Linked DNA regions of Bicyclus anynana: region 2 is linked to region 1. A link is a contact called in public Hi-C data. All regions are on one chromosome and are shown on one strand. The core of a region is the stretch at or near the end of the contact, and the rest is flanking DNA. Distances in the headings are between cores, read along the strand shown.

Region 1 (6,567 bases), core at 2,478-4,977:
TATGTTGTTTAATTAACTTGCAATTAGGTAAAAATGGTTTCGACGTCAATCGCTCCGTGCTTTATACTCACGTGAAAGTCATAATTCGGCGCTTCGAATTTTATCCATATCGTACCGACACGCTGCGCGCTCTTAATGATTTATAGGGTAGATACTTACTTACCTTTTCTAATTCTTATTTCTCCATTAACTAAAACACACCAACCTCATTGGTCTACGCGCTTTCACAAAATCCTCAAACACGCTGTGTTAGCTCTGACCGGACAAACAATACGTTTCTACGAAACGCCATTCGTCTACAAGTGTAACTTACAAAAGACTTGCCTTTTTACATTTCTTACGGCTTACCTTTGTTTGGATACAGAGACATTCCTGGGGTTGTTATTTCTAAAATAATTAAAGCCGCCTTTGCATGCTCTTAGTTTAAATTATTCATATTTAATGTTTTACTAGCGGACGTCCGTGTGGATTTCAGCTTTTCAAAAATCCCACGGGAACCATGGATATATAACCTTCCTCTTCAATCCATATATCTATTAAAAGAACCGCATCAAATCCGTTGCGTAGTTTTAAAGATTTTAGCAAACATAGGGACAGAGAAAGCGACTTTGTTTTATACTATGTAGTGATAAGGTCGCCTTTGCATGCTAATTCTTAGTTTAAATTATACATTTTTATCCTCCGGTTACGGATTAAAACGCAGCGTAGGTAGGTATCTACGCAAAGAGTTTCTTCTTCTACTTCAAGTACTTTCACCCTTCAGCCAAAACAATTTTTTCTAACCAGATCTATCCCAGGATCAGGGCTGCAGTCGTTGCTTCACTAGGAAATAACAAACAAACCGTACCTATTCTTATTTATAGACAACTAGCAGACGCCGCGCGGTTTCACCCGCGTTTTGATGTTCCCGTAAGATACGGGGATAAAAAATAACCTATAACATCCGGGGATTAGTGTAGCTTCCCAACAGTGAAATCATTTTTTAAATCGGTTCCATGGTTTCAGAGCTTCAATGCAAACAATCTAAATACCTGCCTATATTATTAAAACGGGTACTTGCCTAATGTTTTAATAATATAGGCAGGCTCATATCTATACAAATATTATAAAGAGGAAATTTTTGATTTGATTTGATGATGAGGATTTGATTGTTTGTTTACACACAGTACACGGTCTCAGCCATAGATCACTTTAGAATAGTAGGTGAAGAAAAAGGTAACCATAAGTTCTTATGTTAGTATCTAATATCTAGGTAGCTTTCAATATACTTAATATATATTTTTTAATGTGATGAGAATAAAAAACCCATTTTTTCATTTTAATAAAAAACTGTGAACAACGTAATCTACTTACTTCTTAACTACCTACTTGACGTTTTTAAATTTTATTGTAGAAAGTAAAAATGTAAGCCAAGTTTCCCAAAATAATGAACAAAAATAATTTTATCAGTTAAGTAATCAGAAAGTTGAAATGATTATATAAAAACTTACAGATCTTATTATTTGGGTTGTTTCTACTTGTTTATTATTTTCCGATTCTATCTTGGTAATTTTGATAAATCAGGATTAAGTATTTATTAATATGATTATGAAAAAAATATCATTTTATGGATTAGTGCTTATAGTGCCATCTATCGTATCGTGTAGTTCATCTTGATCAACTTAATAAGATTAACTCATGATCTACAACTTGTTCGATAAATCATAACAGATGGCGCTGGTGGTTGCAAAAGACCAAACGTTGGTGATTCAGTGGTTTTCTGTTAGTAATGAAATGCTTTGTGTTGATTTAGCAATTAGTTTGGAGTTTGGACTACTTTTGTTTTTAGTGAACAAAGATAACCATGAATAAAACAGAAAAAATATGTGGCAGTAAATATATTCAGAAAATATCAACCATTATCTTAATCGACTCGTTTTCGTCAGTATAAAATGTATAGACAAGTGTATCGATAACTTAGTAAAAAATTACAGTATCATCGATAACAAAGTTCTATAACTGATCTCTTAACACTAATAGTTCATTATTGCTTTATACAATATCGTATCGAGTATAACATTCGATAACACAGATATCATTAGATAACTATCTAAAACTTAGAAATAAGCCAGCCGTCGCTCACTCGATCAATCTCGTACACGATAAACACTTAATTTAGATATAATAATAATTACATATCACAATGAGACGTCCCTTCAACGCTGTTCACTCGCACACAAACAATAATACAAAATACAAAACGAAGGCACGAGATCTGTCTATTTCATCTACGACTAACGTAAACATGCTCTAAAAAATTTAGTCTAAATGCACGCGCACGTCGGCACGCATCAGTCGAAGTCGCCCGGGAGAAGGTACCAACTAACATAGTTTCATATCAGTAATATAAAAGAGTTAAAGCGGTTCTGGAATACAATGACTGGTCCGACGGAGGTCGTTCCCCGCGTCGGCTGTGGGTAATGGAATGTCGGCGCGCGGCCGCTCCCGGCGCTCTTTGTGCGGACGGGCAGGTAGCCCGCCGCGAGCACGTCTCCGCACTGCCGCGACGCGGCTACACTGTGTCCTTGCCTTCGAACTTCTTCGCCAGGTCGCCCATCAGCTCCTTGTAGATCAGCGGGTCGATGTTCTTGCCGAGCTGGTACAGCACGAACCAGTCTCCTATCTGCAGCTTGCGAGCGACGGTCTCGACTTGCTCCTGCGGGGCGAGCCGGCTGCGCGCCCGCAGCAGGTACAGGCGCACCCGCGGGCCCGCCACCACGGCCGCGCGGTAGATCAACGAGATGCCGCTGAGAATCGACAAGATGATGAACCAGAACCACAGGAACACGTAGATCTTTTCGTTGACGATGTTCAGCGGCAGGACGCACAACCCGTCGAACTTCTGCACGGTTCCCGATGGACCGTATTTGTGGAAGGTGCATTTCGTCACTTTAGGAAACACTCGCGCCATCGGGTCCTCTCTCTCTTCAGGTTCCATCTCCGTAAAGCGTACGACATCTCGGCCGTACGTCGAGAACTCTCCGTCCAAGAAAAAGTCCATAAAGTATATTTGTCCTACCACATTTATAAAATTCAATACTTCACAAATAAAGAAGCGGAAGGCGTAAAAATTTTGTGTGTGTAAGTTCGTAAAAAAATAGTCGACTAGCAATTTCTTTCGATCAGCTTTGCAATCCTCGCCGACTACCGGACAATTCAAATCCAGCACGAGCATTTTTACGCGTCCTCCTTCCCATGTCTTCCACAGATAACGGGGCACATAAAACAGAATGGCTTGAAAGAACAACACAAAACACACCCACTGGTAATATTTGTGATATTTCATCTCGTCCTGTCCATCGACGTGAGACGCGACGCCGGGCTGTGCGAAATCCTTGCCCACGCGCCCGACCAGTCGGTTCGGAATCGTGAACGTCGAGTAGATCCAGCAGTAGGTGTCCATGACGGCATACGGGATTTCATCGACGATGCAGTCGATGGGGTCCCCGATGTACTGCCGCGACGTGACGAGCAGCGAGAAAGCGATTAGGATGATCACGGTGGCCTTGTAGTGCAGACGGAACACATTGTTGTCGATGCACACCGAGTCGAGCTTGAGAAGGCCCTTCACAGAGCCGAAAACGTCAAACATGGCGGTTGAACTAGCCGCGGGCGCGCGGCGCGTCGATCGCGGTAATCGAGGAGTCGGGCGTGCGCTTCGCCCTCGTGCCGAGTGCGGAATGCTGGTGGGGCGAGGCTGCAGCGGGGGGCTCGCGAGGCGCTCAGCGGGGAGGGGGCGCGCCCCCCGCACACGCAGTCGCAGTCTTGGGCTCGGGGCTCCTCGCTCGGATCAACGACACAGCACTGACCCTATTTCCACCTATATTCGTGGCGTCATCTGGTAGCCGCCGCCGCTAGCTACGCATCTCAAAACAAGCATTAAAATTACTCGTGGCATTACGGACGGCGGGCACAATTAAATACGCACTTATCTATTGATTGCATCATTTAACGAGTTGCCGATGAGATGCCAGTGTGGTTCGTGAGGATTTTCGGGTGGTCAAGAAATTGTTGTAGAAATTTTACAATTTTTGGTTTCCTAAATATACGGTCAATTTCCACGACTATTACTTATAGTCTTCATTGCTGTCCAATATCTTAAAAATACTTTGGAACATTGATCGTTATATTAACATAATATATTTACAGGGGCTTTAGTTATACGCAAGGGTCGATAAGCTTACTATTATCTCGAATTCCCCGTTATAAAGGGTGTAGAAATGTGGTAACCTATATTTGTACCCTTTTTAAAAATAAATGTTCAATGAATAGTTCAAACGTACAAAGTTACGTTCAAAGTACGTAAAACTTTTGTTCGACTAAATGGCAATTAAGTAGTCTAGGCCACCGACAAGTGCTGATTACTTAATAACAGAAGTTCATTTGTAAATTATGGGTTCTTTTTTCTGATTTATTAATGTTGTGAGCATGATTTTATTACTACTTAAACTCGAACACTTCACTTAAAAATATTTAACTGCCTTTGCCTGTCTACTTTTATAAAAATAACTCTCTTTATGCTAGGAAGATCTGTTATAAAATGAAATATCAAATTAACTTGGCTCTTTCACTGCTATGCACATTTCGTCTAAGGCCCATTGCCTAGTCTGCGACCTACCTATAGAATATACCTATGTATTAGGAAATGGGCGGTACCAGTGATGGTTTTAGAGGGTGGTAATCGCCCAGGCTACGTTCTAGCTGGAAACAACACTGAAATTTATTCAAAACAATTTTTTTTTTCATAAAATAGTATGACAAGCACTATAAATATTTAAAAAAAAATTCTCGTCATACTAATTTGATAAAATCATGTCGACAGTCATCAATCTTCGATCTTTAGCGAAGGGTTGCCAATTTTACCATGAAGCTACGAGTAAGTAAGTATGGCCACTGTGGATATGATAACTCATAATATTCTGTAGAAAATATGAAATTTATACTTCTATACTAATATTATAAAGAGGAAAGATTTCTTTGTTTGCATTGAATAGGCTTTGAAACTACTGAACCGATTTGAAAAATTCTTTCACTGGGAAGCTACAATATCCCCGAGTGTTATAGGCTATATTTTATCCCCGTATTCCAACGGGAGAGGGAACCACTCGGGTGAGACCGCGCGGCATTTGCTAGTATTAGATACATTTTATATTTGGGCAATAGAGGTCACCACAGTTCATAGATACTCTACAATCGCAACAGTTATGGTAGAAGCATGAACTTACAGCTTTTATAAAATGAGGAAGGTCCGGCCAGTACAGGCAGCCCAGTCTACAACTCTACGGAATAATGAGATCGCTTCACCCGTTCAGGAGCTATGGTGCTACAGACAGACAGACAGACACGTCAAACTTAAAACACCCTGTAGGTAGATACGTAAGTAATATACCTAAACAGGTCAAAAACAGAACCTGCGTTTGTGCTGTCGGTAAAAAAACGTTTACTCAAGGATTAGCCTCGAGGGATAAAAAATATTCATAAGAGCATACAGTAGGTAGGTAATGTACGGGTATTAAGATAAGTAGATGTAATTTGCTTAAGACCATCGTTTCTCGAAAGTCCTCACATTTAAGATTACTGAGAACTATTATGATTATTATCAGCTATTTATGAAGTTAAGTGTTTATACAAAATGTTCATTATTATCTTATGGTCTAAGATTATTATTAGACAAGGCAATATCCATTGGCGTATCTAGATTTATTATATAAAATAGGCCTGGGGTGGGCCTTGCCCCTGACATCAAGTCTATTATTAGTATCATAATAGAATAGTGATGATGACAGTTTTTTAAATTGTATATAAATTAAGAGTATGCTAATAGTAAAGCAATTTTGTAAAAGTAACAGGGTATCTGCGATCATTACTTTCGGAGCTACAGGGATTTAAAGGGTCAGATTTGCGGCGCTGCCGCGGATCCCTGAAAAACGCCCCATACAAAATGGTACGAGCTAATGACGTCGTAGGCAATTAATGATCGTTAGATTTGTATGGGCGTTTAAACAAAATTACTTATATCTTTGTTATTTCTGCGTTTATGTTTATAGTTTACATATTAAAAAATGTCACATTTAATGCAAGGAAGCTAAAACTGTATGAATTTTCATCTAATCACGATAAAATATTTTTAGTAGATTTTGTAATTTTATAATCTTATTTATTTTGCAAATATCCAGTCAACCTTTGCTTTTTTTGTATACATTAGTTAACATTGACCTTGTTTACCCGAATGCATCATAAAAATCAATATATTCAAACCTAGTCCATCCCTATTCCATCCCCATTCCATATCGGTAGGGCTGAATTCTAGGATGGGCACAAGTCCATTCTAGGGTGGGCACGGCCCACCCGGCCCACCCGCTATAGGTATACGCCTATAGCAATATCCTACATCTATGCGGGCAAATGCGGAATAGTGTCAACTAGCCTATTATAATTAACATCAGCTGAAAGTATCTAATAGTTAAACATTATCATTCTAAGCACGCCAACCCTTATCAGCGCGTTGGGTCTATATACAGTGGCGGA
Region 2 (6,567 bases), core at 1,657-4,156, 36 kb after region 1:
ATACCAACTGATACTATTCGGGCTGATACAATATAAAGTTTGAATGGCTATATGGGTCAAGGCATCCATTGAAATATGAGAGGTTTTAGATTTCGACCTCATTATATTACTACCTTTGAACTACCGAAGAGATTTCTGCTAGAAATAACTAAAAGACTTTAATTTTAATAACAGAATAACCGCCAAGCGATTTAGCGTTCCGGTACAATGTGTAGAAACCGAAAGGAGTGTGGACTTTCATCCTCCTCCTATAATTTTGCTCGCTTCCATCTGAGACTGCATCATCACTTACCATCAGGTGAGATTGTAATCAAGGTCTATCTTGTAGAGAATAATAAAGAAACAGCCTTTTGACCTTTGTCATTTTATAAAAGTTGAGGTTTTGCTGACCTCTCTGGTACAGTTGGTAGAACTATGATTCTCAACAGCGAGGACCTGGGTTTGATTCCCTAGAAGGATCAGTTATTTAATATTTTCTGAATTGTCTCAGTTCTAGTCCGATGGTAAGCTTTGTACGTCTTCTGCTCCTTCCAAGTTAGCCGGCTTCCATCTTAGATTGCATCGTCACATAGAGGTCGCAGTCAAGGGCTGATTTGTCACAGAATAATAAAAAAAATAACTCAGATAGCTATGTTGTTTGGACCGTGGTAGTTTTGGGAGCCAGTAGGTTTCAAGGAAAACGTTTTACAAAGTTCCGACCTATGTCCATCAACTTGAGTCGTAAACGTTAAGCCTTATCATCATCATCATCATTATCAGCCGATGGACGTCCACTGCTGGACATAGGCCTCTTGCATGAAATTCCAAACCCAACAGTCTCGAGCCGCCAGCATCCAGCGGCTCCCTGCAACCCGCTGCGACCAACAGCGCTTTCCGCTGCGGGGTCGCCATTCCAGCACCTTGGAACCCCAACGTCCATCGGCTCTTCGAACTATGTGGCCTGTCCATTGCCACTTCAGCTTCGCGACTCGCTTAACTATGTCAGTGGTTCGTCTGCGTTCAGATCTTCGCATTTCTGATTCGATCACGTAGAGAAACTCTATCGCCCCCTGAGTGACTTTGAGGCCTATAGTCAGCGACCAAGTCTCGGATCCGTTATTGCATCTGAAAACATGCACTTCAGGCCGAAACACGGCAATAGTAGCACTTCCCTAGACTAGTTATGTCGAAAAAGGTTTGATACTATACTTACTTACTTATAAATCCTCGTAAACCTTTACGATTGGATTCTGAATAATTAAATTCTACTGAATACCATTTAATAGCCAATAAGATACTGATCGATGATACACTCGTAGATAACCATTTTGAAAGTCATAAATGAGTGTACTCAACAGTACCTAAACAACAAAGCAATTGTTATTTCTCAGTAATTCTACTGACTGATAATTAAGGAAAACTTATGAAATACACGTAAGTAATAGCTATTATATATAGAGATGAAGAGTTTGTTTGTTTCGTTAAATGACTAATCTCAGAAACGACTGGTTTGAGTTTAAAAAAAAATTTTTTGTGTTATATTGCCAACGACATTATATTGTGCCTAAAAGCCCATTTATCGAGGTCCATAGATAGGAGACCAATGAAAGTAGTTGCTAGCAGTGGCGTGCACTTCATAGATGCATACCCTAAGGATTAATTACGTATGTACCTGTTTTGGAGGAGGAACTTTTCATTTTGTGCAATTTGTACCTATAGTGCATACCCTAGTTAATAGCCTTATGCAGGCCACTTTGCTAGTTTAGGTATAATTATATAATTAAGTTACATATATGTCTCACGCTTCAGTCTTTGTTTTATTCTCCCCAGTCTAGGTCTTTAGCTTGAAGAGGAAGACCATTAGTTAGCGAAGTCGTAAAAAGCAGTTACTGTAATACAATAATAATTAACTATGTTGCACTAAATCGTTTGAAATTCAAAGGCTTCACGAAAACACCAATTCGTCCATTTATTCGTAGAAAAATACCATTGCCGACTGGTTTGTCGCTATTACATCGCGGTCACGTTCGGCTTGTTGCTAAAACAGGATTATTTCGTATCGCAATTCGTCGTCACGGTCGGTTACCTAACTTTTACAATTCTATGGTTTTGGTGAACGCGAGCTTACTCGTCTGCCATTTATGGTCATTGCCATCGCTAGACTCGGTCGAATAACATTATAGAACTAGCTGACGCTCGCTACTTTGTACGCGTGAAGTTTTTCACAAATCCCGCGGGAACCATAGATTTTTCCGGGATAAAAAGTATATGCTGCTCTATAACCTCCTCGATCTTCCAGTGAATGTTCATTTAAAATCTGTTCAGCTGTTCCATTAGCCCGGACAAACAGACATACAGATAGACAGACAAAATTTTTAAAAAGCTCATTTGTGCTTTAGTGTCGTGTACATAACTATTCCAAGGTGCTGGAATGGCGACCCCGCACTAGAAAGCGCATTGTTGGTCGACCCCCTACTAGGTGAACTGACGAAATCAAGCGAGTCGCAGGGATTCACTGGATGCAGGCGGCTCAGGATTGCGTTGTTTGGAAGTACCTACAAAGGGTCTTTGTAGGGGCTGCAGTGGACGTCCAACAGCTTATAATTTAGATGATGAGGACATAACTATAGGCACTTGAAAAATAGAGTAGGTAGCAAGTTGGCAATTATATAGAGCTTGAACGGTGGTGGCAGATACGTGTAGATGAAGGTTAAGCAAAGCAATTTTAAAATAAATGTAGGATGAGGAAACCTCTTCGCATGTCCAGAGGATATCGATACGCAACGGTCTTCTTACGATACTCAAAGGCGAGCTTAGACCACAATCGATTAAATTCCAACAGACTATCGATTTCATAACCAGTTGGATAAGCGTTATCGACATATGGGCCTCACTACTCATGCGTAAACGTGGTAGTCGAGCCTACTTTCCTAACGGGCCATATTTCATCTCTTTTCAACGTGGTACAGTCTCCACCTGTCCTGCTCTACGTGGGTGTAGACGGTCGAGGTTAAGCAAAAAGGTGGGAAGGCTGATAAGGCCCTTAATTGTGTACTCTTTGTTGATGGAATTCCATCCTCTCAATATGTTGTTAGGGAGCCTCGTCGGTGTCAATTAGAGGATATTGTCAGCAATTATGAATGGAATAAGGATCATTATGCTTTAGCTAACGATGTTTGCTGTGTTATGTATAATTATGCATCGAAAGTGTTATTTTGTAAATGGTTGCTTATGGAAAAAAAATTATAGCATACGAGTATATTAGGGGTAACGAAATTAAAAGGAAAACTATACAGAAACTTAGATAAGCAACTTTTTATTCAAAATCCATATTTTGAACTTATAAAATGTAAGTATGTTTTGGAGAGAGAAAATTGCGTATAAATTCCGTTGAAAATTAGTGATTAAAGTTGTTAGTAACAGACATTTATTAAAATAAAAGTATGGAAGAAGTGTTTAGGGAATGAATTATTTTTAAGGTCTGTGAAAATCCATTCTAAATGTTTATCAAAATTTTACAGGCAAATAGATAGAGTCAGTGAAAAATCTATCCAATAATATACTACTTATTTACTCTAACAAAAAAAGTGTACATAATTAAAATCAAATAATATAAATCGCCAAGAATTAAATGGTCGATCCAAAAAGAGGAGGAAAGTTGTTCCCAACAGTAAAAAAACACAATCAATAAATTTTTTAATAGCTATTTATTGCATAACTGCATAAATAATTGTAGTCTGTGTTCACCTAGATTTTGGCGTTCCCTCTTATATCACAGACAAACAAGTTTAAATTATTTATTGATGAAGATATAGATTGGTAAATTGGTAGGTAGGTAAGTGTATGGCAATTGAGATGTTACGCAATCATCAGAATGACGACATTACGAAATGTGTTTCTTGAACATTATTCGATTTTTGATGTTTTGTGTGCAAGATCATTAAAAAAATTGTTATTTATTTGTTTTGTTGTTATTTTTTCGTTTGAGGACCATTCAAACAAGTTACCGTTTTCAGCTGATTAACCATAAGACATTATCATCGTAATCCCGCCAACTTTGGACCAGCGTAATGACACAACTCCTTCATCCCGTCTCCTAAAAGGAGGGATGTCTGGCACTGTATTTGACGCAGATAATGATGATGAACTAGGTATTGAAGATGAATACGAAATTCTCTGAACAGTGGATCTTGTCTTTTTTATGCAATATAGGCTTGCGCTTGACTACAATTAATCCTGATTTTGATGCGCATTACTGAAGCAGTAATGCGGTCTAAGTTGGAGCGCGCTTACCTATAAGATGCCTATTCATTCTTGCTTTGAAGATGTATAAATTATACGTGTCAGGAAACACACTATAGGCAATAGGCTATAGGTGTCATGAGAAGGCTTCAGAATTTTAAAATGTTCTCTATTCGAGGTTCAGGCTACTCAGTGTGTGATGGAGAGAAATGTTCTATGCCTTTTCCATCAGCGTGATTACTATGATCAAATCAGATATGAAGAGACCCACAGAAAAAAGCAAACTTTGCTTCTTTTCAATGCATCTACGAGTCTCAAAGCCGTGATAGCCCAGTGGATAACTCTACCTCCGATGCCGGAGGGTGTGGATTCAAATCCGACCCGAGTCGATTCGAGCTCAGCAGAGAGCCGAATATGGGTTGATAATGATGACGAGTCTCAAAGCTGAAGTGGCAATGTGGTGAATTTCAATCGGCCTCATCGGTGATGGACATTTAGAGGAGTATACTGGCACATATTACCCATACCCGCATGACACATGATGGATAAAATCCTTGATTCGTAACCATAATGTATTACAAAACGTTTCATAAATTCTGTGAACTTGCTGAGTGAAAGTTGTTTTGTAGAATTTTTCGCAACGTAGATTGGAGACACGATAAAATTCGCACCTAAATAAATAAATTACCTACTTAATCATTTTAATTTTTTTTATTTTACCCATTAAATATTGGTATAGCAATTTTAAGTTAATCATTAATTGATTTGTATGAGGAATTCCTCGTAAAAAAGGGTTTCTAACGAGATCCTGGTAATATTAATTTGTCACTATGTTGTCGTCAATCAGTCTGAAATAGTACGTACACTAATATTTATATTATTTCATTTTCTAGTAATAATTTAAAATCTCAATTAGGTGTAAGTTAATAAATTTTTTGATCTAATTGAACGGCAGAAAAAGCTGAAACCGGTAAGTGGCTCAAGTATGCCTCTCTGACAGAGAGTTACATATTTGTACCTTTTGGCGTGGAGACCCTTGGGCCATGGAGTCGCAGTGCCAAAAAATTTTTCCGTACCATTTCACCGCGGCTAGTTGCCTCGACTGGTGACAGAAGGGCTGGCTCATTTTTTGCGCAAAGGATCAGCCTGGCTGTCCAGTGCGGAAATGCAGCCAGTATTCTTGCCACCATTCCACGTGGGCATGATTTGTATAGTTATTAGGATAAGTTAGCTTAAGTTCCCTATTGTATTCTTTCTCATTGAACCTTTATTATTTTTAAATTGTTTATTTTAGTTTCGCAAGCCTTGTATTCATTGCTTTGCATATGAAATATGCAGATTACAATGTAGTGTGCGTGTACAGACGATTGCATGTGTGTGTGAGTCACAGGTCACATTGTGGTCAAGTTTGAGTCTGCTGTGCTCGTTAAGAATAAGGTCTCACTATACAGAGGTACGTTTGATGAATCGTGGTATAAGAATGCGTTTTATACACGCTTCCGTTGATATCGTAAAAAGAAATAAAAGTTCAAAGCTATCTCACTGTTCAGGTATGTATAAAAAAGGAACTACATATCGCGACTTGTCTATGGATCTATTTTATAGACTGTTTAGAAATTCTAAAACACTGTTTTAGGGACGCTAGAAATTTTTTTAGCTGTCTGCGCTTAGTATGCTAGAACATCAAGTTCTTTAAAAGGGTTAGAAGTTAGAACCCAAAGCCGTAAGCCAACTAAATTCTGTAGGGTCAGCTAACGATCATAACATAATATTACAGAATATTTTATACTGACAACCGTATCAGTATAAAATATTCTGTAGGTAACATACGTAAATGACGGCCTCCGTGGCGCAGTGGTAAGCGCGGTGGATTTACAGGCGGAGGTCCTGGGTTCGATCCCCGGCTGGGCAGATTGAGATTTTCTTAATTTGTCCAGGTCGGCCGTGGCTAGTTACCACCCTACCGGCAAAGACGTACCGCCAAGCGATTTAGCGTTCCGGTACGATGCCGTGTAAAAACCGAAAGGGGTGTGGATTTTTATCCTCCTCCTAACAAGTTAGGCCGCTTCCATCTTAGATTGCATCATCACTTACCATCAGGTGAGATTGTAGTAGTCAAGGGCTAACTTGCAACGAATAAAAAAAAAAATGAGCGGATCTTCGAAAATTTTAGATTTTTCAACAAATACCTCAATAATGAGTTGTTAAAGACTCAAAATTGGTGACCGTTAGCTCGATCCCACACCAATTAATAAATCGATAGCATAATGAAAGTATGACCGCGAGAGTTGTCCAGTTTTTCGAGATTGCGGCGAAGAATGCAGTCGACCGGGCTCCGCGCGCACA

The links. A called contact is a pair of places that touch in the nucleus more often than the background predicts.
Region 2: a Hi-C map of whole larva shows a contact between it and region 1, with 4 times the contacts expected there. The contact joins the enhancer-like site here to the promoter of LOC112055940 in region 1. A contact is called at or near these places in 2 of 2 Hi-C or Micro-C datasets (whole body and whole larva).

The regions. Positions count from the first base shown.
Region 1 is chr4:17,904,594-17,911,160 of ilBicAnyn1.1, forward strand. LOC112055940 (innexin inx2) reads right to left here and starts at 3,728. Exons shown (of 1, transcript XM_024096236.2): 1 at 1,862-3,728. The coding sequence starts at 3,631. The coding sequence ends at 2,552.
Region 2 is chr4:17,941,730-17,948,296 of ilBicAnyn1.1, forward strand. No RefSeq gene overlaps it. Among protein-coding and RNA genes, the nearest start is that of LOC112055539, 17 kb to the right of the region's middle. Within about 2 kb of position 2,907, at least 8 of the 8 cell types and tissues checked have open chromatin away from gene starts, as enhancers often do.